Regions from separate parts of the Mus musculus genome. Here all the other regions are linked to region 3. Evidence: chromatin contacts called from public Hi-C, HiChIP or PLAC-seq and promoter capture Hi-C data. All regions are on one chromosome and are shown on one strand. The core of a region is the stretch at or near the end of the contact, and the rest is flanking DNA. Distances in the headings are between cores, read along the strand shown.

Region 1 (6,391 bases), core at 2,372-4,871, 1.2 Mb before region 3:
CCTCATTGCCATGGAGTGGGGTGAAAGAGAATCTGAAGGCTGCCACAGACCTGTGCCAGTGGAGTACGGAACTGTGACTGCAGACAGACAAATAGTACCGTAGGCACAGTCAGCGCCAGGAATTTTCATGGCAGAGTTGTGATTCTTTCTCACAGGAGCTTACTATGTAGACCAGGCTAGCCTCGAACTCATTGAGCTTTGATTCTTGAAAGAATGAAGGAACAGGTGGTGAGGGGAAATGGCTCTTCAGGTTGAATGTTGATGAATTAAAGAAGAAAAAATGTAAGCCAGGTGGTGCACATCTACTCCCAGCCCTCGGGAGGCAGAGGCAGGTGTATCTCTGAGTTTGAGGCCAGCCTGGTCTACAGATCGAGTTCCAGGACATCTAGGGTGACACACAGAATCCCTATCTCAGGGGTGGGGGGAGTGGAATGCAAAACAGAGCTGTTTGTGTTTTCTGGGGATCGAACAATTTGTATGCAGACTTTGTTTCTGCTTCGAGAGGTTGCAGAATACAGCGGGTGGTTGCTGACAGCATGGCTTCACCTGAATGTTACTCTGCTTTACATCCTCAGTGTAGAGGCAATAACATTAACTGCTCCATCCAGTCTGTGTGAGAATTAAACAGGCTCAGAGATGTAAAGGGCTTAGGGTAGCGGCTGGCATGAAGTAGGTATTCGGTTAGTACCATCAGGTCAAAGATGACCATGAAGAAACAGACTGGGAGCATAGTGAGGCAGCCCTTTAATCCTAGCAGTTGGGAGCAGCTGGGAGATGGGTTGCTGTTAGTATAAGGTCAGCCTGGTCGACATAGTGAGTTCTAGGACAGCCAGAGCTTCATAGTGAGACCCTGTCTCAAAAGCAAAACAAACAAACCCCTCAAAAGAAAGAAATAAACAGAAGGAGTAAGGAAAGTCCCTCAGCATCAGAAACTGCCACATGAATGGAACAAATAGAAAACAAGAAGTCAGTCTCAGATTAGATAGATCTGCAAAATCCAGGGGGTAAAATGAGTCTCTCCTAGCCGCAGTTAACTGATAATATCTCACATCTATTTTCAACCTCTACAGAACACCTACCCCATCCAAGGTTGTCCATTTACAAAACAAAAGCACAGAGTGCTTTTTCTCTCTTCTCTTCCCATTCCCCTCCAAGGTGACTAGGCAGAAACCAGGGCTTTCCCTCCTCTTGGCAACCCACTGCACCCCCCGCCCCCCAGCACGCTAACTTGAACAGCTCCAGTTTCGGTTTATCTGGCTGTGGAGCCCCTGGGGCTCTCCAGGCTGCAGGTTGTAACCTGCAGCTAGCTGTCTTTCCTCTCTCACCTGTCGCTGGGTGGTGACTTACAGGCCTTAAGAATCTTCTGCATCTTCACTGAGGATCAAGAGACCTTGAGTCCAAAGGGAGACTAACCACAATTCCTCAGGGCCTTTGTCCTGAATTTCCATGTAAATAAAATTTCCTGTTGAAACTTCTTAACCTTCTTTTTTCTTATCTCACTGCCCCAGTTTAAAAAGCTAGAGTGGGGCTGGGCATTGAAGCTCACATCTGTAGTCCCAGTAGTTGGGAGGCTGAGGTAGGAGCTTGGAGCCTAGACTCGTCTCAATTTATGGCAATCTTCCTGCTTCGGTTTGCTGAGTGCTGGGATTATAGTATGTCCAGTGCTATTCCTGTTTGATTTAGTGTTACTAACATATAGTAAGGGTCATTAATGCACCCCAAATCTGACTTTTGTGTTGGCTAAACAGAACATGTTTGTAGGATAGACTTGGTGCACAAACCACCAACCAGCAGTCTCTGTGAGGCTGATAAACAGTATTTACACTTTGGTTTCATTGACTCACACGATAAATGTCACTGCAGGTTGGGTGACACAGGGTCTCCACTTTACACATTAAAAAAGATGAAATTTGAGTGGCCAAATAAGTTGACCGTGACCACAGGTTGGCAAATGAGTGGGATTTGAGTTAAGTTTGTTTCCATAACCCAAGGTTATGACTCAGAGGATGCAGAGGCTGTGGTCAAGGTTGAATGCATCCATTTATCCTGAAGGATAAGTCAGTAAAGAAACAAGAGGGGGACAAGGCAGTCAGAGAAAATCATCAAAATCAAGGATCAAACCCAGAGGTCTTAAAAAGGAGAGGAAGAGGTTTTCAGATGAAGGGTCAGTTCTTGGACACCGTAGTCTCAATACAGATTGCTAGAGTTTAAGAGTCCTGCAGAATCGAGGTGAGGCGAGGTGCAAACCTTTAGCTCCAGCACTTAGAAGGCAGAAGCAGATGGATCTCTGAAGTGGAGACCAGTCTGTCTACTGAGTGAGTTTACAGACCAGCTAGGGCTAGATACAGAGGCAGGCGAGAGAGGCCTCAGGTCTGTTATTCCAGCTACTTGAGAGGGTGAGACAGGAAGATTGCAAGTAAAAAGCTAATTTGAGCAACTCATGTGGACCTCTATCAAAACCCAAAGCACAGGGGCTGGAGAGCTGGCTCACTGGGCTCTATTCTCTGCCCCTATGTGGTGGCTCGCAACTCTCTGTAATTCTAGGTCCAGGGGATCGGATGCCCTCTTCTGAATTCAGCACAGGCATACAGATATACATTCAGGCAAACATCCATAAACATAAAAAAAGAAGAGAAAAAGAAGTAAAAAAACAAAACAAAACAAACCCCAAAAACCCCACCCATCCAATGAAAAACTATAACAAAACTCCAAACAGGGCCATTGAGATGGTTCAGTGGGTAAATGTTCTGGCTTGCTAGCCAGATAACTGAATTCCATCCCTAGGACCCACAGGGTAGATAGAAGGAGAGAACTGACTCTTGAAAGTTGTCTTTTGACACATGCTCCCACATGTGTACACACACACACACATCCAATAAATAAATAAATAAATAACAAGTACATTACACAGAAGGGGAAAGGCCCAGCACCAACAAGGCAGTGTATGTATTTTCCCAGCTCACTAGCCCATTCCTATTCTTAGAAGTGCCTTTTCTTTCTTTCTTTTTCTTTTTTCTTTTTTTGAGACAGGGTTTCTCTTTATATTCCTGGCTATACTGGATCTCATGCTATAGACCAGACTGGCCTCAAACTCAACAGCGATCAGCCTATTTTTGCTTCCCAAGTGCTGGGGTTAAAGGCCTGTGACACCATGGCCAGTTGGCTTTCTCTTTCTTAATAAACTATCTCTACTTTTATTATCTCAAAAAATAATAAAAGGAAGGCTGGGAATATAACTCAAGGATAGAGCGCTTGCCTACCATTCATAAAGTGCTAATTTTAATGTCCAGAAAACTCTCCACACGCACACAAAAGAGAAGTTAGGTGTTGCGGGATGGACAGGGAAAATCCTGCAACAGATAGGAAGGAAGGAAGAGAGAGGAAGAAGTAAAGAAAGAGAAGGAAAAGAAAGGAGAGGGAGGTACAGGAACAGCGGCACAATTGTAAAACGGCGACAGATGACTACAAGTTCCAGAGAGCGGCGCGCGAATTTTCCCGCCAGCGCCTCGGCCTGACTTGTGGGAACTACACATCCCAGCATGCCCCGGGACGCACCGGTCCTCGCCCCTCGTCGGTCCCGCCCCCTTTTCCCCCACAGCCCCCGCCCGCCGGGTTGGCCTCGGAGAGTTTGTCCGGTGGCCGAGGTAGACGGAGGTGCAGTGAGAACCCCGGCGGTAGCACGATGGGAGACTCCAAAGTGAAAGTGGCGGTACGGGTCCGGCCAATGAACCGACGAGGTGAGCGCTTGTCCCGGGCCGGGGGCGACAGGTGCCTGTGGTGGTAGAGCTTCGGCGTCCCGGGGGTCTCGGCGGGCTCCCTTCAGCGCGCGTGCGCCCTCGACGGCGCGGTCGGGCCCTCAGCCCTCCGCCCCGCCAGCTGTCACCGAGCTCTCCAGGCCTGGGGCAGCTCCGGCCTCGCAGTCCTCCTGTGTACGCAGCTCTTAGGGCGGACAGCCCTACTTTTCGATTTTCCACGTTCTCCCTTGAACCTGCACCTTGTGGCTGTTTGCAGAAAAGGAAGGACATGCATGCCTTCTTAGTTCTTTTCTGGTTTATGACTGTCGAGAGGTTTCCTTTTTTTCCTTTTGCTTGAAGTGATAGTCATCATCTCAACAATAAATAGTCTCAGTGCCAAGATTCTTGGGAAATTGTATCTTTCAGACATGCTCTGAAGTCTGTAGGGAGGGTAGAGAAAGTAGATAAACCCAGGACACGTAAATCATCTATCCAAGTTGGAAAGACTGAAGCCCAACTTGAATCCGGGGAGTAGCTGCTTTTTGCCTCTGTAGCTTCACCAGAGGGTGACTGGGCAGGGTACTTAAAATGAGGTGATGTGTTTGAAAACACTTTCTAGACAAGTCTTGTTATTGAGGTTGCTGCCGCGCTCCCGGGAGATGGAATTGCTGCTAATTGATTTAGACTACTGACTAGCTAGAGCCATTATTAAGTGCAGGAGTCATTTTCCAAGGTTTCTAGTTTGTTTTACTGTGTTTAAAGTCTAGTGTGTAGGAAATAGTTTTTCTGTCTCCTTGCCCTTTTGTGTATGTATTGAGGTAAGTAGGTGTAAAAGTTAACAAAGATTTCTCTGGTTGGTTGTTCCTTGGGAACTTGGTGTCTCTGTTTTCTTGTCGTTGGTTTGCCTACTTGAACCTGCTGAAGTCTATGAGGCAAGCTTTTCCCCTGAAGACGGAACTTTTTAAGCTCTCAGCTCATTGCCTCCTAACATCCAGGTTCTCACAAAACAGAGTGAGTAGCTTAGAAGTCTGAAAGTTTTCAGTTCTCCCATTTTTTGAGTATCCAGACATCTTTATTTTAGATCACTTCACCTCATTGTGATCATTACTGCGATTAAAAAAAAACTAAAGAAAAAAAGAAAACAGCCAAATGAAATCCGACATATCTGGGAATGATTCGGAAAGGAAGGGTTCAGCACATTCTTAAAATTTCCTTTTTGCAAAACCCTTGGAAATGTCAGTGCTGAAGGAGGCCTCTAACCAGCCACCACAGCAGGGTTTGGCACAGATAGTTAGAGCCGGACTCTTCCTTGTTTTCTCTTACTGGGAGGAAGCTACTGTCTTTAATTTGCTATGCTTGTAATTCTGACAGTGGCTGTTACTAATGCTCAGAGTTTTGAGATATTCGTTGAATGATTTCTAGCTGTTCCTTGTATTCCTTCCTTTCTCTTTCTTTCCTATTTTTGAGACTGGGTCTCTGTACATAGCCCTGGAACTCATTATGTAGACCAAGCTGGCCTCAGATTCATAGAAATATGCCTGCCTCTGCCCAGATCTTTGGTGCTGGGATTAAAGGCATTCGCCACAACACCTGACCCTTCTTTTCTTTTTAAAACTTAGGTGCTAAGGATCTGAACTCTGGTCCTCACTTGGTTTTCATCCATTAAACCATCTGAGTTCAACCAACCACCCAGGCATCTCCCCAGTCCTATTTTTTTTTTTTTTTTCATTTATTTAGAGGCAGTCTCTGTGTAGACCAGGGTGGCCTGGGACTTGCAGTCATCTTCCTCCCTCAGCCTCCTGAGTGCATTGCAGGGGTGCACCAACCACTCCTGGCTGAACTCACTTTAAAATGAATGTTTACAGTTTGGCCCCATTGTCCAGTGGCAGCTGCCCCGTAGTCTCTTTGCTTACTCTGTCTTCTGTTTCTAGTGCTCATCATAGATAATTTCTTCATCTACAGGTTATTATGCAATATAATAGAGAGGAATCTTAAAGCTTGTTATTTCTGAGTTGGCATCTTGAATTCCTATGAAAAGGGAGTAACAAAATTGAGCTCCTTTTTGCTGAGTTTGAAAAGAATTCTATTTAAGCATTGCTTCTGGGGAATGTAGTGTTTTAAGGGATAGCATGTGGCTGTCAAGTAGTTGGGTCTAGTCCTGAGTGCTCCTGACTCAGTGTGTATGTGCGGGAAGTGTCCTGAGGATTGACATGGAGACAGGCTGAGACTGGGTCACTGGGTTGTATTTCTGATCATAGACTCTGTTGTTTGAGTGACATTTGTGTCTTTTGAGGGAAGTCCAAAGGTTTCCAGAACTCTTCAGGGTAGGGTTCGATTCTTGTGTGACTCAGTGGCTGGTTGTGCTTAAGGGGGTTCAGTTTTTCTGCTTAACTGTCTGTGGGGTTGGGAAAATTAATTGAATATTAATTGGTAGTTCCTAATTTAATGATAACTAGAGTTGTAGTGGTTAATTTGTCAAGATAAAGAAAGGAAGTGTGTGTGTGTCTATGTGTTTGTGTGTCGTCTGTCTCTCTGTCGATGTCTGTAATCTTAAAACTTGGTGGAGGCAGAAGGATCTCTGAGGTGAGTCTGGGCTGTGTACATAGTAAAGTTGCTTTTTTAAAAAATTAAAAAATTCTCTACATCCTTGTCTGCTA
Region 2 (6,315 bases), core at 302-2,801, 1.2 Mb after region 3:
GCCGGCATTTTAGAGAAGTTATCAAATATTGCTTATCAAAATATGGGGCAGGGACAGAGTCTTAAAATTCCTGAATTCTTTGTTCCTTATTTTTTGGTTTTGTTGTTTTCTGACACAAAGTTTTATTCTGGGGACCACGCTTACTACACTTCCCTAGTGCTTGAATGACAGGCAAGTGGCACCACACCTGGCTAAAATACCCAAACGCTCCTGCCACTATCCTCTAGACTCAGTAACAGCTCTTCCCTAAACCGTTCTGGCCACCCTGGAAGCCATCCCTCTTATGAAAGACACTGCCTGACCTTTAAGCATACAAATGGCTTTTAAAGAACTTCATCTGGCCCTGTGACAACTACCACCACCCACTACCTCTTTCATTAAGACATGAAATCCAAACAGAAAGGTTGGGCAAGAAGGTCCGGCGATCTCACAACAACAGCGGACACTCTGGGGACAAGATGTCTGTTTGACTGCAACTGGATCCTGACCATCAACTTTCAATTGCTAGTACCTGTGGCCTGCGTCTGTTGTGTTGTTTACTGTATTTCCTGAAGTTCACTGCAGATTTGGCTGAAATGGACGTGATCCTAGGGCATGTGCTGGGCACCCAATCCATTTAACATAAGAAACAGCACTTGAAAAGTTACTAGTATGGTGGCTGCCGCCTGTCACCCAAGAACTTGGGAAAGTGGAAAGTAGGAGGGATCAGGTCACTCAGCAACACAACGAGTGAGGCCAGCCTGGGCTACATGAGAAGCTCTCTCAAAAAAAAAAAAAAAGAAAGAAAAAGAAAAGAAAAAGCAGTAAAATATGAATTCAAGGTTAACAGCAACAAAAAACTCACTTGAGAAACTTGGGAATTTTCAGACTAAAAAAAAAAAAAAAGATAAATGTCAGGGGCGGAGCAAGCACCCTGCACGAAACTCCGATGACCCCCTGGACCGGCGTGTGGTAGGAGGCGAGCTCCGCAAGCACACCTGCGCGGCCGCACGTCCACCCGCCACGCCCGACCGGTCGCGTCCATCCCCCGGTGTCCCCGCCGCACGTCCCATGCTCCCCCTCCGCTGGCCAGCCTCCGCTTGCCACCCCGAGTTGCGTGCGCCTCCGGCTCCCGACGCCCACCGCGACCCTAAACCTCGGCGCCCAAGGCGCAGGCCGCGAGCCAGCGCCGAGCGCCTGCTCCTAACCGGAGCGCGCCGCTGTCAGTCATACGCACAATCTCGGTCCCAACCAATGAGCTGTCGTCTGCTCCCGCCCACTCCCCCACCACCACCACCAACCCCCCCCCCCCGCCCGCACGGCGGCGGCCGAGCGGCTCCTCCTCCCCCATCCCTCCGCTGAGCCCGGCGGCCCCGTGCTCACTGTTGAGGCCAGCGGGCGGCGGCAGGGGCTGCTCCCCTTCCTCGCAGTTGTTGTTGTTGTTGTGCAAGGGCGGCGGCGGCTCGACTAAGTGAGACATGGTCTGGAGACTGGAAGCGGCACGGCCGCAGGACGACAGTATCCGGCTCTCGAGCAGCAACACAACAAGTCGAGTTCCCCCGCCCCCTTTTCTGCGTCTGCGCAGTCCCTCCCTTCGTGACGTCAGGGCCCTCCCGGACCATGTGATGACAACACAGGCAGCTGGACGGCGGGGTCGGAGCCCAGGATAGGGGGCGTGACCAGGCCGGGCTGGGCGGGGCATTCGCGAGCTGCTCGGGACGTGCGGGTGCGGAAGTCGAGCTGATACGGGCGCCAGGAAAGAATTCCTGCGAGTCAGTCGCAATAGCCGGAAGGGCTGAGCTAGGAAGTTGGCATTGGATTGAGATTAGGGAGGAGTGTGCAGCCCGGAAGCGCGCGGGGCCTGAATGGAACCCCTCCCACGCCTGCAGTATCCACTTAAGAACTCACCCGTGGCTTTAAAGAAGCAGAAAACCCCAGTTCCTCCCCTTAGTGAAACATCCATTTGTGCCTCCCACAGAATACCGTGGGAGGTACCTTGGAGCTAATCACCTTGTTGGAATTTATAACATTTTAATTGCAAAGGTAACATGTAATCACGGTTTAAAAAAAAAATCAATGGCTGGGCGTGGCGCACACTTGTTATTTCAGCTCTTTCTAAGACTGAGGCAGGAGGATTTCGAGTTCCCTGCAGCCTACGCTATCGAGCGACCCATTGCCTTCAAAAACAAATTAAAAGGGAAAAGAAAATACAGATTTACCCAAACCCTGGTTGTTATCTATCTCTGTAAATGCCCTACCTCCTGTACGCTGGTTGCTGACTCTGTTAATGTTCCTAAATACTCCTACGTCGTATCTTTGTCAAGTTTCCTTGACCCGATTTTTGTATAATGTTTTTCTCAATATTGTACTTGCCTTTTAACTTTGCTTTAATTGCAGTTGTTGAATTTTCATGTAATTGTCTTTTTTAAAAATATGGTCTGAGATACCCAAACACGGAAATACTAAATCTAGGACCAGCCAGTGAGATGGTTCTGCCGGTAAAGGCGCTTGCTGAGTAAACCTGCAGACTGAGTTCATTGCCCGGAGCTCCCGGTAGATGGGAAGAAAGCTAACAAAGTTGCCTTCTGACCTCCACCAATGCACCGTGGCATATGCCCTCCCCCTCTAAATCATAAATACAGGCACACACAATAAGTCTTTGTCACTTTGAATTGACATCCAAAAACATGATCTGGAGGGATAGCTTGGGGGGTTAAGCACACTGGCTGCTCTTGCAAAGGACTCAGGTTTGGTTCAAAACACCCACATGACAGCTCGTTCACAGGGCACTCAATGCTGTCTTCCGGCATCTGAGGGCATGAGAAACCCGCATGGTACACAGACATACGTGCAGGCAAACATCCACATGCATTTATAAAACCCCAATTCTCTGGTGAGATGACTCCGGTTAAAGGCTGGGCTGCAGCCCAGAGTTATATACTGAGTTCAATCTCTGGGGCTCACATAGTACAAGGAGAGAACCTACCCCACAAACTGTCCTTGGACCTCCACATGTACACAGTGCCATACACACATAAATAGTGATAAAAATCATCTCTTAGGCCTCCCACATACAGTGTTATATTTATAAAGGCATAATGCAGGTATAAAAACATTCCTCTGGGTCTTCTCATTTTATGTCTAAGTACTTCATGTACCTGAGACTGACTTAACATATAGTGCAAAGTAGGCAAAATAGACCACTCATCTTATTCTCTGACCTCCACAGGCATGCCTCCTCTCAAATACGTAAATAGAAAATTAAAGCAAAAAGACAGATTTTTCAAAAGATCCAACTAGGAATGAAAAGAAACACGCCTCATATTGAGAATGTACTCTTTGGAGCATACTCTGTAAGAATCTTATATCCAGACTAGAAACACTGGGAGCAGGCAAACAAACTGGGTCACATTGTTCTGTTTCTTTCAGACTCTGTATGAACCTTTTATTTGCGTGTATGTGTGTGCATGGGTGGATGCATGTGTACAATCTCCATGACTTGCACCCCCCAAGGCAAGAAGATTGACTGGATTCCTCTGGAACTGGGATCACAGATGGCTATGATACACCATGTAGGTGCCACAGGAGATCCTGAGCCATGGCTCTGGCCCCACCCGAACCTTTTTGATAGTGTGGCTTGCAGTCTAGGCTGGCCTGGGACCCTGCATTGCTTGAGCATGACTTTGGATTCCTCACCCTTTCCTTGTTTCGAGGCTGTTGTGATTACAGGTGTGCACCACCACACCCAACCTAGGTCACCATTTCCTTTCTTTCTTAAATGGATAAAAGTGAAAAGCCAGTTTTTGTTCAATTAGAGATGTGAAAACATGGCTGATAGCCGGGCGGTGGTGGCACCCACCTTTAATCCCAGCACTCAGGAGGCAGAGGCAGGCGGACTTCTGAGTTTGAGGCCAGCTTGGTCTACAAAGTGAGTTCCAGAACAGCTAGGGCTAGAGAAACCCTGTCTCAAATAAACAAACAAACAAACAAAAATACCACCCCCCCCCCAAAAAAAAGAAAGAAGATGGTTGATATAATCATGATTCAAGGTTTTGTTATTTTGGAAATAATTTTTAAAAAATATTTATTTATTATTATACATAAGTACACTGTAGCTGTCTTCAGACACCAGAGGAGGGCATCAGATCTCATTACGGGTGATTGTGAGCCAACATGTGGTTGCTGAGATTTGAACTCAGGACCTTTGGAAGAGCAGCCAGTGCTCTTACCCACTGAGCCATCTGGTCAGCCCTTGGAACGCATTTTTGTCATCATGTCCCAGATCTGTAATGTCCCTATCCCATAAGGTACTAATTCTGGCTGTAGGGCTGTACACTAATAGTTTTTACACTGAGACTGGGATGATTATTAATTTCTACTTGCAAAATAAAAACAAAAATCAAAACCAGGAACTGGCTATGGAAAATCCACACAAGTGTGGCTATGTAGACAAGAAAATCCTCTTTATAGATAATACTTGAAAGTCACCCACCAGCACACACTTGGAAGACAGAGAAGCAAGAACGTCAGTTCAAGACTACCCTTTGAGCTGGGCGGTGGTGGCACACACCTTTAATCTCAGCACTTGGGAGGCAGAGGCAGGTGGATTTCTGAGTTCGAGGCCAGCCTGGTCTACAAAATGAGTTGCAGGACAGCCAGGGCTATACAGAGAAATCCTGTCTCGAAAAACCAAAAAAAAAAAAAAGAAAGAAAAAAAAAAAAAAGACTACCCTTTATCTCAAAACAAAATCCTCAACATGGGAATCAGGGGGAAATAGGAAGGCATTACGCTTACATAGGATGAACCCAGTTCCTCTAGAAAAACAGGCCTAAGGACGTTTGAGTGAACATTCTCTCGCCTTAAGCGCTTTTTAACTGTCCAGAGAATCGTATTTACACACCTTGCTGTTAACTCTGCACAAGTGTGCGTGAAGTCTTTGGTCTTGTAACAAGGTTTATCAGATCTGCCTTTGCAAGGGAAGAATGGTAAGTAAGTCCTTTCTCAGAGAGCCTGGTGCATTCAAACAGGCGTTGGATGTCTATCACGGGTCTCAAACAGTCCCCTAGTGGGAACTCGCTCAAACCGGTTGCTGGTCCTATTTCTAAATATTTTTATGCCAGTTAAACTTCCTGCTTGAAGGATTCTTTGTAGAATTCAAAGTTTTTGGTTGTCTATGTGACAAGCAAGGTGTTATGAAGGGCCATTTTATGTTAACTTCCAATCATTAACCTGGATACAAGCACACTTTAAAATCACTGTTTACTTGGCCTGGTTTGGGTTTTAATGGCATACCTGTCTATACAATCCACAAACAGTTCACAGAGGCTGGTCAAGATGTAACTACTGCCCCCTGGTGGGAAACTACTCAAACCGGTTGCTGGTCCTATTTCTAAATATTTTTATGCCAGTTTAACTTCCTGCTTGAAGAATTCTTTGTAGAACCCGAAGTTTTGTGGTTGTCTATGTGACAAGCAAGGTGTTATGAAGGGCCATTTTATGTTAACTTCAAATCTGTAAAGTCTCTATTTCAAACATAGGGCTAGTGCATCCCACATGACCCAGTATCTTAAACATTTGAGAACCCCCTCAGGTCCCACAGATTCACTATACATGATAAGAATGCTGTGTAAGAAACTCACACAGCTTCAACTCTCCATCTTTAGATAGACTAAGGGTTCTCAAATAGCTTAGAAAATTGGTAAGATTCATTATTTAGACACACTTAAATTGGGAAAGAGAGGGGGACAGACTCTTCATAGGTAGCTCGGAAACCTACTTTGTAGTCTGGCCTTGAACTCAAGGGATTAGCTCCTTGCCTTTATCTAGAATGTTGTGAGACTTTGTAGAGTAGGCTTCGGCTTTGTCTCTAGTGTGCTGGGACTGAAGGTATATGGCCACAGCAGACCTTAAACACACTACTTTTTAATGTCGTGTGTGTGCGAAAGAGAGGACATGCAGGTGTGGAGGGGAGAGGACAACTACTGAGATACACTTCTGTCACTTAGGTTCTGTCGGCTGATCTCAGATCATCAGGTTTGGTTCCAAGTGCCTTTACGCACTGAGCCATCATTCCCCCCCCCCAACCCCCCACCCCTGAGACAGGGTTTCTCTGTGTAGCCCTGGCTGTCCTGGAACTCAGAAATCCGCTTGCCTCTGCCTCCCAAGTGTTGGGATCAAAGGCGTGCATCACCACGCCCAGCACACTGAGCCATCTTGATGCTGGCCCAGTCAGCAATTTTGGGTGGCGTTAGGGAGAGACAGTACAAATTATTTCTATTTGAAATCATGTGGTATAGAAAAGATGGATATTCTTAAATAATTGAATGGTTTAAGTT
Region 3 (6,631 bases), core at 1,058-3,557:
ACAATCACCATCATTTAGCTTTTATCATCTCTATGATGGGGGTGGGGTGGGGGGGTGGGGGGTTGGCAGTGGTGTGGGAGAGAAGGAGAGGGCTCCAGAGCTTCTGGATTGACTGGGTGCCCTAGGCAAGAGGAGGGTCCTTTTCTTTGTCAACGAAACAGGCAAAGGAAGGTTTCAGATGCAAATGGCTTTGACTTTGATGGGTGAACAGAGGGCAGGAGTCTGTGAGTGATCTCCATTTTATCTGAATAGCTGTGTGTGACAGAGCTCCTTTCAGCCTGCAGGATGGCCTCTCCCCAGCACAGATTTCCAACAGTTACTTAATTACTATAGGGCAAGGAATAAACAACACATTTATTTTGCTTGAATGATGTCAGATAGTTCTAAATTGAGCAAAATCTCCCGCACTTAGAAAAGAAATCTCGGTGCTGGAAGTTGGCTCAGCAGCTGAGGGCACTCTGGAGGGCTCTTCCCAGCCTGATCTACATATCGGGTTCTGGGTCAGCCAGGGCTACATACTAAAAAAGAAAGAGAGAAAGAAAGAAAGAAAGAAAGAAAGAAAGAAAGAAAGAAAGAAAGGAAGGAAGGAAGAAAGAAAAGAAGGGAGGGAGGGAGAGAGAGAGAAAGAAAGAAAGAAAGAAAGAAAGGAAGGAAGGAAGGAAGAAAGAGGGAGAGAGAAAGAAAGAAAGAGGAGAGAACTTGTAAGTGAAAACATTTGAGAAACTGAATCATAGAAATAAAATAGGTATTAGTGCCAATGAGATTGTGAGACCCCGACTTAGAGCGTTTCTACCTGGAAGGTAAGGCCCCTGGACGTTCCCCAAACTTGTTTTCCCTGATCTCTAAAAATGCAGCCAGAAAGAAGCTCTTTGTTCTCTATAGCCAGCAAAACGCCTTTTTTGTTTTTGAGCCTTACAGCCAGAGATGCGATAATTGTAGGAAGACCTACAAGGACATGGAGATAGACGACGCTGGAGAGGAGGCTGCAGCTCATCACCCCCCCCCCCCCCCCCCCCCCCCCCCCCCCCCGCCAGAAAGAAAAGGAGCTGTAGCCAACTCTCCTCCCAACTCCTCCCAACTCTTCCCAACTCCTCCCAATTCCTCAGCTAGCCCCCTACTGTCACCACTCAGGGTCGAACTCCCCTGCCCTACATGGCAGAGGGACTTTGTCCTCAGCTAGCTGATAATAAAACCTCTTGCAGTTTGCATCAGGTGTGGTTTTCTCTCGGGCCACTGGGGTGCTGGCCAGCTCATCCCGGGACTTGAGCGGAGGCCCAGCTTCGGGGGTCTTACAAGATAATGTCAGTAGACAAATGAGTGTGTTAATGTATATAAACACATGAATACATACGTGTCATGCCACTGTGTGTACTTCTGTCTTCATAAAGAAGATGTCCCTATCTATCTGGCCTCAGACTGGTTGAATTTCTTTAACCGTTTGAAGAGGTCACAATGCGGCACAGAGCGTTCCTGTTGAGGAGGCCTCTTGGTGCTTCTTGTATTACATTGTATGTTTTCTTTTTTAAGGTATCACATGGTCTCTGAGCCACATAGTAGGTATGGGAATGTCTTCCTGTTCTCCTAAACTTAATTCATTTTTCTTGTAGAGAACACAGTAGATTATGTTATGCAGTGGGCACTCAAGTGCAGATACCTGACACCCAGTAGGTGCTCTGAAAATATTTGTTAAGTAGACTGTGGTAATTCCAAGAATTAACAAAACTGGGCCAGTGAGATGGCTCAATGAGGATAAGAGCTTGCTGCCAGAGCCTGGCCTTCTGATTTAGATCTCAGGAATCTAAGGAGGGAAGGAGGGAGCCAGTTTCTGCAGTTGTCCTCTGATCTTCCCATGTGGGTAGCAGAAACACACACACACACAAACACACTAACACAGCAATAATTTTTTAAGTTAGCAAAATTTCAAAATATTCTATATTTATTCTCAGCCTCAAATAATGAAAATCTACACATTTCTAATTAGTGTTTTAAGGACACATATATCTGCAATAAAACTTCCTAGTTGCATATTCTGAGCAGTGTTTGTAATTTGGGTAATTTGCCTTCAAAACAGATATATATTTTGTTTTTCCGCCAGCATCTGTCTGACACTTGCTATGTCTTTCTAGCCATCGCTCTGGAAGATTTCTTCTTTTAGGACTAAATCAAACCTGGAAACTCCAGTAAACCTGGGAGGACTGTGCGAACGCGTGAGTTTTGACCCTAGTGCCGCCCCGTAGTCTTCTGGCGGGACCTTTGAAAAAGCGTGCTTCTTACACACCGCGGCGGTTACTGCGAGTGTTGGCGGGAGGGAGCTGTTCCTGCATTTTCTGGAGCGAGTCTTCTGACTGCTTTTAGTTAGAACTCCAGTGCCCCTCGGCGGGCCGCGGCCTTTGAAAATGCGCGCGCCCTAAACGCTGCGGCGGTTACGCTGTTGGCGGGAGGGAGCTGAGCCTGCACTTTCCGGACTAGGTGTCCAGACAGCTTTGAGCCAGCCCGTCACTTTCACCTTTTTACCCGAGCGTGCGAGCGTGGTAAGGGAAAGCCTGGCCGACTCGAAGGTGGTTGGCAGACTGGGGGTCAGGGGTGGAGCATCGAGGACCTGAGGGGAGGGTCGCGGACGGGAGGGACGGGGACGAGAGGGAGGCTGCCTCCACTGGAGGACCTGGAGGAGATCTGCGGGGAAGAACAGCAAACTGAGGGTACACAGCGGCTAGGGGAGGACCCAGGGAGATAGTGGATGGAGAATAGGGGAACCCCTTGGAGCCATCGCACACCTCCAAGCCCCTGACCCTGAGCTCCTTTATCGCGGAAAGTTTGGGGGTTCAGGGAGAAAGTCACTCCCTTCCCCATGAAGGAGGAGGGGGGTGGGGGTGGGGGGAGGATTTCTCTGCTTTTAAGGTGAGGCCACAGTAGAAAAGTGGCCTGTGGTAGGGCAGTGACTCATTGGGTACAGTCTGTGCCCAGCATGCATGCAGCCCTGGGATCCATCTTCAGGACCCCAAAACCTGGAAGCAGTAGTGAGTGCCTGGGGTCCCAGTAACTAGGGAATGGAGACCAAAGAAAGGACAGGGAATATGGCTGTGGGTAGAGTTTTATACATGGGATTACTGGTATTAAAAAAAATATGTTTACATGCTTATATGAAAATTCATAGTGAAACTCGAAATCATGTAGAGTTAGCATATGCTAATAAAAAGATACTTTTGAAAAGCCAAGCAGTGCTAATATTATAAAGTTATGGGTGGGGGACGCTGGAGTCTTGATTCATTGGTTAGAGCCTGCAGGGCTTTTGCAAAGGCCCTGAGCTGGTTGCCAGCACCCATGTGGAGTGGCTCACAAACAACTACATGTCATTCCAGAGGAGGCCATCCTTCACTTCAGGCTCCTGTACTGTTGTGCATAGACCACCCACCCCTGCCACACACACATAGGTGATGGAAGGTGTATAATGAAAAGTCAAATCTTTTTTTTGTTTTGTTTTGTTTTTTCGAGATAGGGTTTCTCTGTGTAGCCCAGGCTGCCCTGGAACTCACTCTGTAGACCAGGCTGGCCTTGAACTTAGAAATTCACCTGCCTCTGACTGGAGTACTGGGATTAACGGTGTGCGCCACCACGCCCCTGGGAAAAGTCAAATCTTAAATAAGCAGTTCTCATGGTAACCAAGCATGTGACCTCAGTGCTTGGGGATTGAAGCAGGAGTATGTCGTGTTGGATGTCAGCTTGGTGTACACAGCCAGTTCAGGGTAGTCTAAGTAATGGGGAGACCCACATAAATGGGGCTTAGAAAGCCCATCAATAGATGCCCCAGCTCTGTCAGATGTGCCCTTTGAACCCCAAGCCTAAAGGTGATATGGGTTAAAGAAAGTATAGTTATTTAACAATTAATGCCTATGGAATGTATATGCAGATCTACGACAGTATAGACTAAGGCTCTATCTCAGCCAGGAAAGAAAAGTCCCATTAGACAACTGAGCTGGGCGGGACGTAGGATATTTTGGTACAAACAGGGTAAGTGGAAGAGAGGCATTTTTGAGTGTCCAGAATATGAGGGAATGCTGAAATGTTTAAGCCTAGGTATTTTTTTGTTGTTGTTGTTGTTTTGTTTTTTGTTTTTTTGAGACAGGGTTTCTCTGTGTAGCCCTGGCTGTCCTGGAACTCACTTTGTAGACCAGGCTGGCCTCGAACTCAGAAATCCACCTGCCTCTGCCTCCCAAGTCCTAGGATTAAAGGCGTGCTCCACCACTGCCCGGCTAAACCTAGGTATTTTAATCTTTGAAAAACACACTGTGCCCTTTGTATCCAGTCCTCAAGCTGTGGTGGCAAGGACAGTCTCCAGGCTGCTCTTTGCCAAGGATTTTGCACGAGACCCTTTCTCATCTAGCAGCCCAGCTTTAATCCCACTGCTGTAGATAAGCCCACAGGGTCATGTCTTCAGCTCTGTTCCAGATCTGTATTTGCCTGCCTGTTCGACCTTTCCACCAAGATGTCTAATAAAGCGTCCAAAAATGAGCTCCCAATCTCCAGAACCCTCTTTCGTTTTTTCATTTGTTTGTCGCCACAGTTAAGCCATCAGGAAATAATGGCCGTTTCTGGACAGCTCTAGACATGCGCCATCAATGGAATCTGTGTGTGGCTTTCTCTGTCTGGTTTCTTTCACCTGGCATGTTTTCCTGGCTCATTTGTGTTGTACAGTAGCAAGCTTGTTACTTTTTGCTCTGCATTCAGCATCTAGTGGGTACTTCTGTTGTCTGTCTGGACTATTAGAATAACGCTGCTTATATGCATGGGTTTCTGTTTTTGTTTTGTTTGTAGCAAGGTCTCCCTGTTGCCCAGGTCGGTCTTAGCCTCCCGAGTGCTGGTATTACAGGTGTGCATATAGGGCTGTCTTAAAGGATGATGAGACGTTTGTAACTGGTGGGAAGTATGAGAGGGAGACATAGTATTTACCTTTTGGTTTTGTCACTGGGGATTGAACTCAGGTCATGGCTTTGTGCATGCCAGGCTGACTCTACCCATGAGCTACATTCCTAGTTTCTGCTAACCTTTTAGAACTAGGTAGTATTTTTTTTTTTAAAGATGTGACAAGATATCTTCACCCCACCCCACCCCACCCCACCCCAGCCCAGCCCCATTCGCTTCGGGTAGTTTTTTTTATTGAAGTTACATATTTAAAAGTTTTTAAAATTATAGTTGTTTCTATATGTATTGTATATGTGTGTGGGTAGATGTATGCCACATAGTGTGTTTGGTGGTCAGAAGACAACTTGTGTGAGTTGGTTCTCTCTTTCTACTAAATGAGATCCAAGAATTGAAGTCAAGTTGACAGGCTTGGCAGCAAGTACCTTTACTAAGTGTCTGAGCTATGCCTCTGACCGCTATATATTGTATAGTTAAAACCACAACTCCTACTCAATGATAGTATGACCGTGAGTAAAGTCATTGTATCTCTGGGCTTCAATTTTACTTTTATAAATAAAATTGGACTATTTGCTGAGGTCATTTTTAGGTCTCAAATTGTATATTTCTGTGATAAAATGATGTTATGGGATTCTCCTCACAAATGAGAGTATTTTAGATAGTTGCAATATAACTTTGCTTGTTTTCATTATAGGACCTAACGTGATTGCTACAATGGAAGGAATTAATAATTTCAAGACGCCAAACAAATCTGAAAAAAGGAAATCTGGTAAGATTGCAAAAGACCTTCTCTTGTTGCTGTTTCTACTAGAAACATTTTAGTGTTTATTCCTTTGTCATTGTCTGTAAACAGGCATAAGATTGGTCATTATAACAGTGCTAACCATAACAGAGAATCTAATAGCACAGTCCGGACTTTCTGTCTACTCACTGATGGTCGTTCTGGAATTTAGGACCTGTCTAGTAGTGGTCCTCTGGCTTGAACTAGAGGGTAATAGGAGCTGTAATCTTTGTACATGGGATCTAGGAATCTAGCATCAGACTTGCACAGCAAGACATGTGTAGGTGTCTCGAAGATTGTTCAAGATGTCTTTAGTTGGTCAAATGTAGACTAATAGACATTGTGCCTTTTTTTCCATTTCAGTCTCTATGACTTTTTTTAAAAAATTACCTTATAACCTGGCTCAGCATATTTTTGAATTAGTGTTATTCCCAATGTATTTATTAGATATAGCTGTCCACAAATGCCCTTTTTAGACACCAGTCTCTCTACTACCTCCTGAGATTACAACTTGTGCTCCCACACCTAGCCCATGAGGATCTTTAAGAACATCTATAGTGTGCCCAGACTATCTTTTACATCAGTCAGCATCTTTCTGAGCTGGGTACCTGTTTTTCTATTCATTCTCCTGCCACTTCTGTCATTTGATGGTATATTTCCATTGGTTTGTTTTTCTTCTGGCATGAGCTGTGTTTTTTGCTTCTTTCATACCTGGTAATTTTTTATTAGGAGGTAGTAGGTATTTTGTCATTGAGTGCTGGATTTCGTCACTCTACAGAGTGGTGAAAATGGTTTGGATCACTCTACAGAGCTCCAAGCTCATATCACTGAATGGTGATAAGCCTGCTGCTTTTGAGACTGGCTTTTAAACTTTTTTACAGACTTTGCTTGGGCTAAGAGTTAGCCGTAGTACTGAACTGTTACCCTTTAGAG
Region 4 (6,084 bases), core at 2,094-4,593, 1.4 Mb before region 3:
TGGCGTGTGTGTGAGCAAATCTGGAAGGCAAATTCCCAGAAATTGAATTCCTGAGTTCGAAGGTAAATGTGCATTTAAATTTTTGGTAGATGCAGCCAAATTCCCTTCCATAAGAGTGGAGCCGGCTGACACCATCTAACAACACACAAGAGTGCATGCTTGCCTCTCTCTCTCTCTCTCTCTCTCTCTCTTCCCGACAGAATGGATCATTGTTTCTGGATTTTTGCCAGTTTGAAAAAGGAAAACTGGTATTTGCATTTCCTCATTGAGTGAACTTGAACATTTTTATATGTTTAAAAATCAACTATACTTTCTTTGGGGACAAAGTGTTCAAAACCCCTGCCTGATTTGTAATCTCTGCAGCACTTTTCTTACAAAATTCTAGAAGCTTCTAATCTAACGGGGAAGCTAGTCCTTGCCTTTTGGTACATGCTGCTGTGCCCTAGGCTGTTTTCTAATTTTGCTTGTGGGTTTTTTTTTTAATTATTTAATGTGTATGAGTGTTTTATCTACATGTAAGTCTCTGCACTGTGCAAGAAGATGCCAGAAAAAGGTGTCAGATCCCTTGGAACTGAAGTTGTAAGTGAGTCACCATGTAAGTGCTGGGAACTTAACTCAGGTTCACTGAAAGAACAGCAAGTGCTCTTAATTACTGAGCCATCTCTCCGGCCCCCACACAGACTTTTAATTAATCTAGTTACCAGTCTCTTGATTTTCTAGCTGTGGATGCAAAGGCCTTCCTCACACTACAATTATTTCCCATACTCAATTCTCCCCCACCCCACTCTTAACTGAAGAGAGCACAGGTGGAATTATATGCTGGTAATCCTGGCACTCAGGAGACCGCAGCAAAAACTACTGAGAGTTCAAAGCCAGCATGGGTTACACAGTGAGTTCAAAACCAACCTGGGATGCACATTAAAATTATATCAAAAGCAACATATATGCATGCATTCATACATACAACATGGGAAGAGTGGTTATATCAGAAACTCTAGAACATAGTGCTTCTACCAGGCCCACTGTGTGCTACCATGTAAGCAGGAACCAGTCACCCAAACCTGCTCATGTTTCCATCCATTCGAGGTGGCCCAGAGGAAAGAAAAATTTAAAAGCCTTGAAGGTTTGAATCTTGCCTTCTTGCAGAATGTAAATCTGCCACCAGGCTGCAGCTGATAAAAGGGTACAGCCATCTTAGAGAATGCAAAGAGGGAAAGTCTGAAGCTGAGATGGCGGGTTTAGCTCCAAAGGCATCTGATGACAGTGCATGGCTGGGACTAGGCAAAGCAATACTAAACAGATGGGCCTTGTCACCTAAGAGGGGGCTCCACTGGCCACAGGGCTCTTGAGAGAACGGGGTACAGATAACAACAAGACTCAATAGATCATATAGAGACATGAGGAGAGCAGAGGCTGCAATAGAGAAGGATACAACTTCCCAACTAGGAAATATAAAGACTTTCATATTCATCATGGTCACCAAAACTTATAAGACGTAGTGAGGCACAGTGTTGCTGGAACCAAAGGCAACCCTAAGCAACTCCTCTAGCTTCCCTTCTCTCAGTTACTTTAGATCCCTCCCTACCAGAGACCCTCCAGCCTGCCATGTGACTGGGCGACATGACACCCATGCTCCTCTTATACTTGACTTTTAAAAAATCATTAAGTTTGGAGGCTGTGCAGCTGTGTAACCTATCAGAAGTCTCCCTCCATCTCTGCTGCAGATAACCCCTGGGACGTGTCTGTGGCTTTCACTGTATTTATGGTTCAAAGGAAACTCAGCGTCAAAAACTCCATGTTGTATTCAACTGTATTTCTACTTTGCACTCAAGGAATGTTTGTTTGAACTGAGTAGCACAAGGTTAATGGCTTAGCAAAATCTCCTAGCCTCTCCTCTCCCCTTTCAAGTCTGAAGAGATCAAGATAAGATATTTCCACTGTCCACAGAAGTATCCAGTAGCCTTGTGATTACGGGTCAGGTCAACGGATCGCTGGCCTCCAGGTTTATGACGCCTAACTCCAAACTAGAAAGATACCTAGAGGCCTATAATTTGTCAGCTCCTGCCCTAAACCCCTCTCCTCAACCCTCTCTGCCTGAAGATAAATGGAGCCTGAAAAAAAAAAAAAAAAAAAACAGTTTACCTGGCCACCTTCTTCTGGTTTTGCTAACTTACCAAATAAGTCATTCTCTTTGTCCCCACTCTTTCTAAAATATTCAGGTCCCTTTCCAAGTGGAAAGCACATGAACTTGGATTCTGTACTGGGAACAGTGAGAACCTTTCAGGAACGAATACTCCCAAGAGTGGGGGGTTAGAAACATTACAATAGGGCTGACAAGGTAAAAGGTCAACAAGAACTACAATCCGATTTCAACTCCTAGGTCCTAAGTGGTGCAAGGAGAAAACTGAGTCACACAGGTAATCAGCTGATCTTCTCACGTGCGCCTGGGGCTTAAGGGAGCACACACAGACACCTCTTAGAGGCTTCATCCATAGCACGTGGAGTTTCTGCAAACGGGGGAGACAACCCAGCATGCCCTTGAAATAACTACAAACTGGGGAGGGTTCTTGCAACCAGCTCTGGCCGAAAATTACACTTCAAAACCTAAGTTCCCAGCGTTGTTAGGTCTGCCTCCAGCGCTTCCATGAACTGGCACCGCTAGACGCTCCTAGAGGCCTAGGTGAAAAGGAAGACTAAGGCTGGGCTCCCACCAGACTCCACTAGCCCCAAATACGGAGCTGCAGACCAGCAAACGGGCTGGGTCGATCCCAACGCTAAAGTCTTTCAGAGCGAGACTCAAACAAAGAGAAGCACGCAGGCAGGAGACTGCCCAGCTGAGCTCCCGCCCTTCCCGGGCTGGGGGGCGGGAGAACTGGGGGGAGGGGGGGATTCGCTGCTTCTTTGCGCACGCGTAGACTCCGACCTGGGACCCACCCGCGGTCCCGCACGTCTTCTTCCGGGAGGGCGCTGTGCGCAGGCTCCACGCGCATGCTCAGCAGCCGTGCCACCTTACCTGTTACAGGGATCGGCTCGGTGCGTCCCGGCAAGGCTTCCTCTGCGGAGATGACTTTCGAAGCTGAGTCGCCCATCCTCCGTACCGGGTTGGCGCTAGAGAGGAGCTGGAGAGCCCTTCTAGAGGCGGAGAGCATGGGCGGCGTGTCCGTCTCGCGGGGCAGACCTCCAGGCCTGGCTGTCTCTGAGGGACAAAGTTCCCAGAGTACGTGAAGCCGCGCGGGCCAAAATTGATGCTGGCTGGGCGCCACCGCGGGAGGTCAGAGTTGCTGCCGTTTCTCCACCTCCGCAGCCAGGGTTCCGGGTGCGATGTACTCACTCAACCACAAAGTAGAAAAGGGAAATCAATGTGTGTGCATAAAAAGGCAGCGAGCTAGAAGAAAGGCAGACCTATAAGAGGATGGCTAGATGGACAGCTAGGAAATTTGTCTATTTCTATCGGAACCATCTTGATAAGTCACATCGATCCAAAGTGAAACCAAAGCACAATTCTCAACACCACAAAGGATCAAGTACTCAACATGAAATATAAACATATAGTGTGTGTACGTGTATAAATGTATAAATACATTCTTCAGCGCATCTCACAGCCCATAAAGTAAACAATGTAGGCACAAATACATTGTTAAACGCTTTATGTGAATGAAGTTAATGGTGAAGTTGGACCAGACGGACTTCAGAAATTATGAGAGAATATTCCTAAACTGAATCTCTAGCCTTAATCTTTAGGTGGCTAGGACCAGATGAGTGATTTCAGAGGTCCTGTATGAGATTTTTGATTTACACACTGCCAAAATGGGCGGGTAGTCTCACATGAAGGAAGGAACTGAGGATTAGCGCCCACAGGGATTTGAAGCTTTGAAGCTAAGCTTCTCCGTGGGTTTAGTTACCACTTTGTGTTCATGTGGGACTGTAATATAAGGACTAGGATTAGTGTACTGCATAGAATGTTGCCAGACACACAACGTTAAACAGATTAAGGTGTTTGTCTTATAATGTAAAAGTCTCCTGGGCCAACTTGTTCTCAACAGTTTACTTGTGGCTTGCTTTTGCTGTGACATTATGCCAAGCAGGTTCTTTCTACGAGGCCTTGCCTGAAACCATCCCAAGATCCAAGATGTCCCGTCCAGGCTTGAAGAGGGCCTGGTCACTAAAAAAAAATGTGTTAAAAAAAATTGTACTTGTAATTTACTGCCCTTTGACACACAGTGACTTGCTTTTTCTGTTTTGTGGTTGACAGAACAAGGGTCATGCAAGAAAAACTTCGTAACTAAATACTGTGTAACGGAAGAATTTGTAATGTTAAGGGAAACTGCTTGTGTAATGTTAGGTATCCCAGAACCACAGTCCATAATATTTAGTATGTAAGATATATATATATATATATATATACACACACACACACACACACATTTCTACTTACCTACCAAGGGGAAATGAGTTTAAAAAAATAAAGTAAAAGCATTGTTTAGAGTTTTATTATTCAGAGTAGTGGGTCTCTTACTAAAGTTTCTTTCCTGCCTTGTGGTCCTAGAAATCCAACTCAAAACACCAAGCTTGGTGGCAGGCACTTTTACCTGCTGAGCCATCTCTCTGGCCCCACTTTAAACATTTTGAGGGTTCTGTGTACACTGTTTAAATGTTTTCAATGATCCTAATGGTTGTACTATACTCATGCAAGCATTTTGAAAGAAAGAAGCATCTCAATTTCTTTAAAGTTTCCTTCATACAAGTTTAACCTTATTTAACAAACTAGCTGTGTTGGCTGAGTTGTTTCCTGGCTTGTTTGTTGATTACAAAGTCTCTCTCTGTAGCCGTGGCATGGAATTCAAAGACCCACCTGCCTCTGCCTCCTAAATCCTGGGATTAAAGCTGTGGCTACCATATCAAACCTCTGAGATTTGTTTTTTGAGGAGAGAAAATAATTATGCTATTTTCAGGACTAAGCATTGCTTTTCCTTTAGACTCCAACAACTTCCTTCTGAGCCAGCCTCCATATTTACTGTCACGTGCTGTAATTACATCCTAATTACACTCAGGCTTCTGGCAAGTTCTAACAATTTATATCCTTCAAGATACGGTGTTCACATTCTCTTGGGCAACAACAAAGAATCTCAGAACACAGCAGGTTCAAGAAAGTAGATTATTTCTCCTAAGGATGTCACTCTAGAAGAAAACGGTCTTCCACTAAGCAGGACCCTGGCTCTTCTTCGATAGTGAGTGAGCTAAAAAGAGAGCTCAGTCATGCTCATTCTTCTGGGCCTCAGTCTAGACCCAGAACCTACACAAAAATTCTGGGCGTGGCAGCACACTCGCTATAGATAAGGGTGCAGCATAAACTGGACCATGCCATGGGTAGAATGAAGGGTTTATTGGCAAGCAAACTAACCAAGGTGTCTTGGCACAGGGCAGAGAGCCAAACAAACCAGCAGAAAAGCAGGTGTTATGTGACAACAAGCTGTCTTATCTGGGTTACCTGGGTTGATTGGGAACTAGGAGCCTTTGCCTGAGGTAGTTGACTTTGGGAAAAGATTAAAGGTGGTTCCTGGCAAACGGGACCTTCATTAGATCTGATTTTCTAGTAAACAGAAACCTGCCTTTAAGCTTGTTGACCTGGTAACAATCCTACTGCTTACCTTGCCGAAGTCCTTCTGTAGGACAGTCATCAACACTGCCATTTTGGGGTGCCACTTTGGACCTAACACTCATAACCTAAGCACTGGGGAGGCAGAAACAGGAAGATTTCTGAGGCTTACTACCCAGCCAATTTAGTTAGCTTACTTGGTGAGCTCCAAGCCAGGAGGCCCTATCTCAAAAACAAACAAACAAACAAACAAATACAATAAACACAATAAATACAGTACATCCAAGGAATGGAGAAATGATATCAAGTGTTGAATTCTGATCTCAACAAGCATACAATCAAATGAACCACACAACAACAGGAAAAACTAGCATGATGGTGCAAGTCTGTAACCCCAGTATTTGGGAAGTGGAGGTACCTTAGTTAGGGTTTCTATTACTGTCAAGAGACACCGTGCCTGAGGCAACTCTTATAAAGGAAAATTTTAA

The links. Promoter capture Hi-C pulls out the DNA fragments that hold promoters and counts their contacts. Hi-C and Micro-C count contacts between places; a contact is called where the count stands out from the background. HiChIP or PLAC-seq counts read pairs in DNA pulled down with a chosen protein or histone mark.
Region 1: a Hi-C map of erythroblasts shows a contact between it and region 3, with 7 times the contacts expected there. The contact joins the promoter of Kif13b here to the promoter of Pbk in region 3. A contact is called at or near these places in 1 of 39 promoter capture datasets (stem cell-derived epiblast-like cells), 1 of 484 Hi-C or Micro-C datasets (erythroblasts) and 2 of 115 datasets of contacts at active chromatin or transcription factors (embryonic stem cells and pancreatic cancer cells).
Region 2: a contact with region 3 is called in an H3K27ac HiChIP or PLAC-seq map of extraembryonic endoderm stem cells, with 7 times the contacts expected there. The contact joins the promoter of Bnip3l here to the promoter of Pbk in region 3. A contact is called at or near these places in 2 of 39 promoter capture datasets (erythroid cells and pre-B cells) and 1 of 115 datasets of contacts at active chromatin or transcription factors (extraembryonic endoderm stem cells).
Region 4: a contact with region 3 is called in a promoter capture Hi-C map of pre-B cells, with 2.4 times the contacts expected there. The contact joins the promoter of Msra here to the promoter of Pbk in region 3. A contact is called at or near these places in 2 of 39 promoter capture datasets (the C10 cell line and pre-B cells).

What each region holds. Positions count from the first base shown.
Region 1 is chr14:64,648,920-64,655,310 of GRCm38.p6, forward strand. Kif13b (kinesin family member 13B) reads left to right here and starts at 3,622. Exons shown (of 40, transcript NM_001081177.2): 1 at 3,622-3,737. The coding sequence starts at 3,683.
Region 2 is chr14:67,007,326-67,013,640 of GRCm38.p6, forward strand. It overlaps Bnip3l (BCL2/adenovirus E1B interacting protein 3-like), which reads right to left and starts at 1,552. Exons shown (of 6, transcript NM_009761.3): 1 at 1,363-1,552. The coding sequence starts at 1,459.
Region 3 is chr14:65,803,604-65,810,234 of GRCm38.p6, forward strand. It overlaps Pbk (PDZ binding kinase), which reads left to right and starts at 2,308. Exons shown (of 8, transcript NM_023209.2): 1 at 2,308-2,531; 2 at 5,612-5,686. The coding sequence starts at 5,632.
Region 4 is chr14:64,437,697-64,443,780 of GRCm38.p6, forward strand. Msra (methionine sulfoxide reductase A) reads right to left here and starts at 3,344. Exons shown (of 6, transcript NM_001253712.1): 1 at 3,014-3,344. The coding sequence starts at 3,149.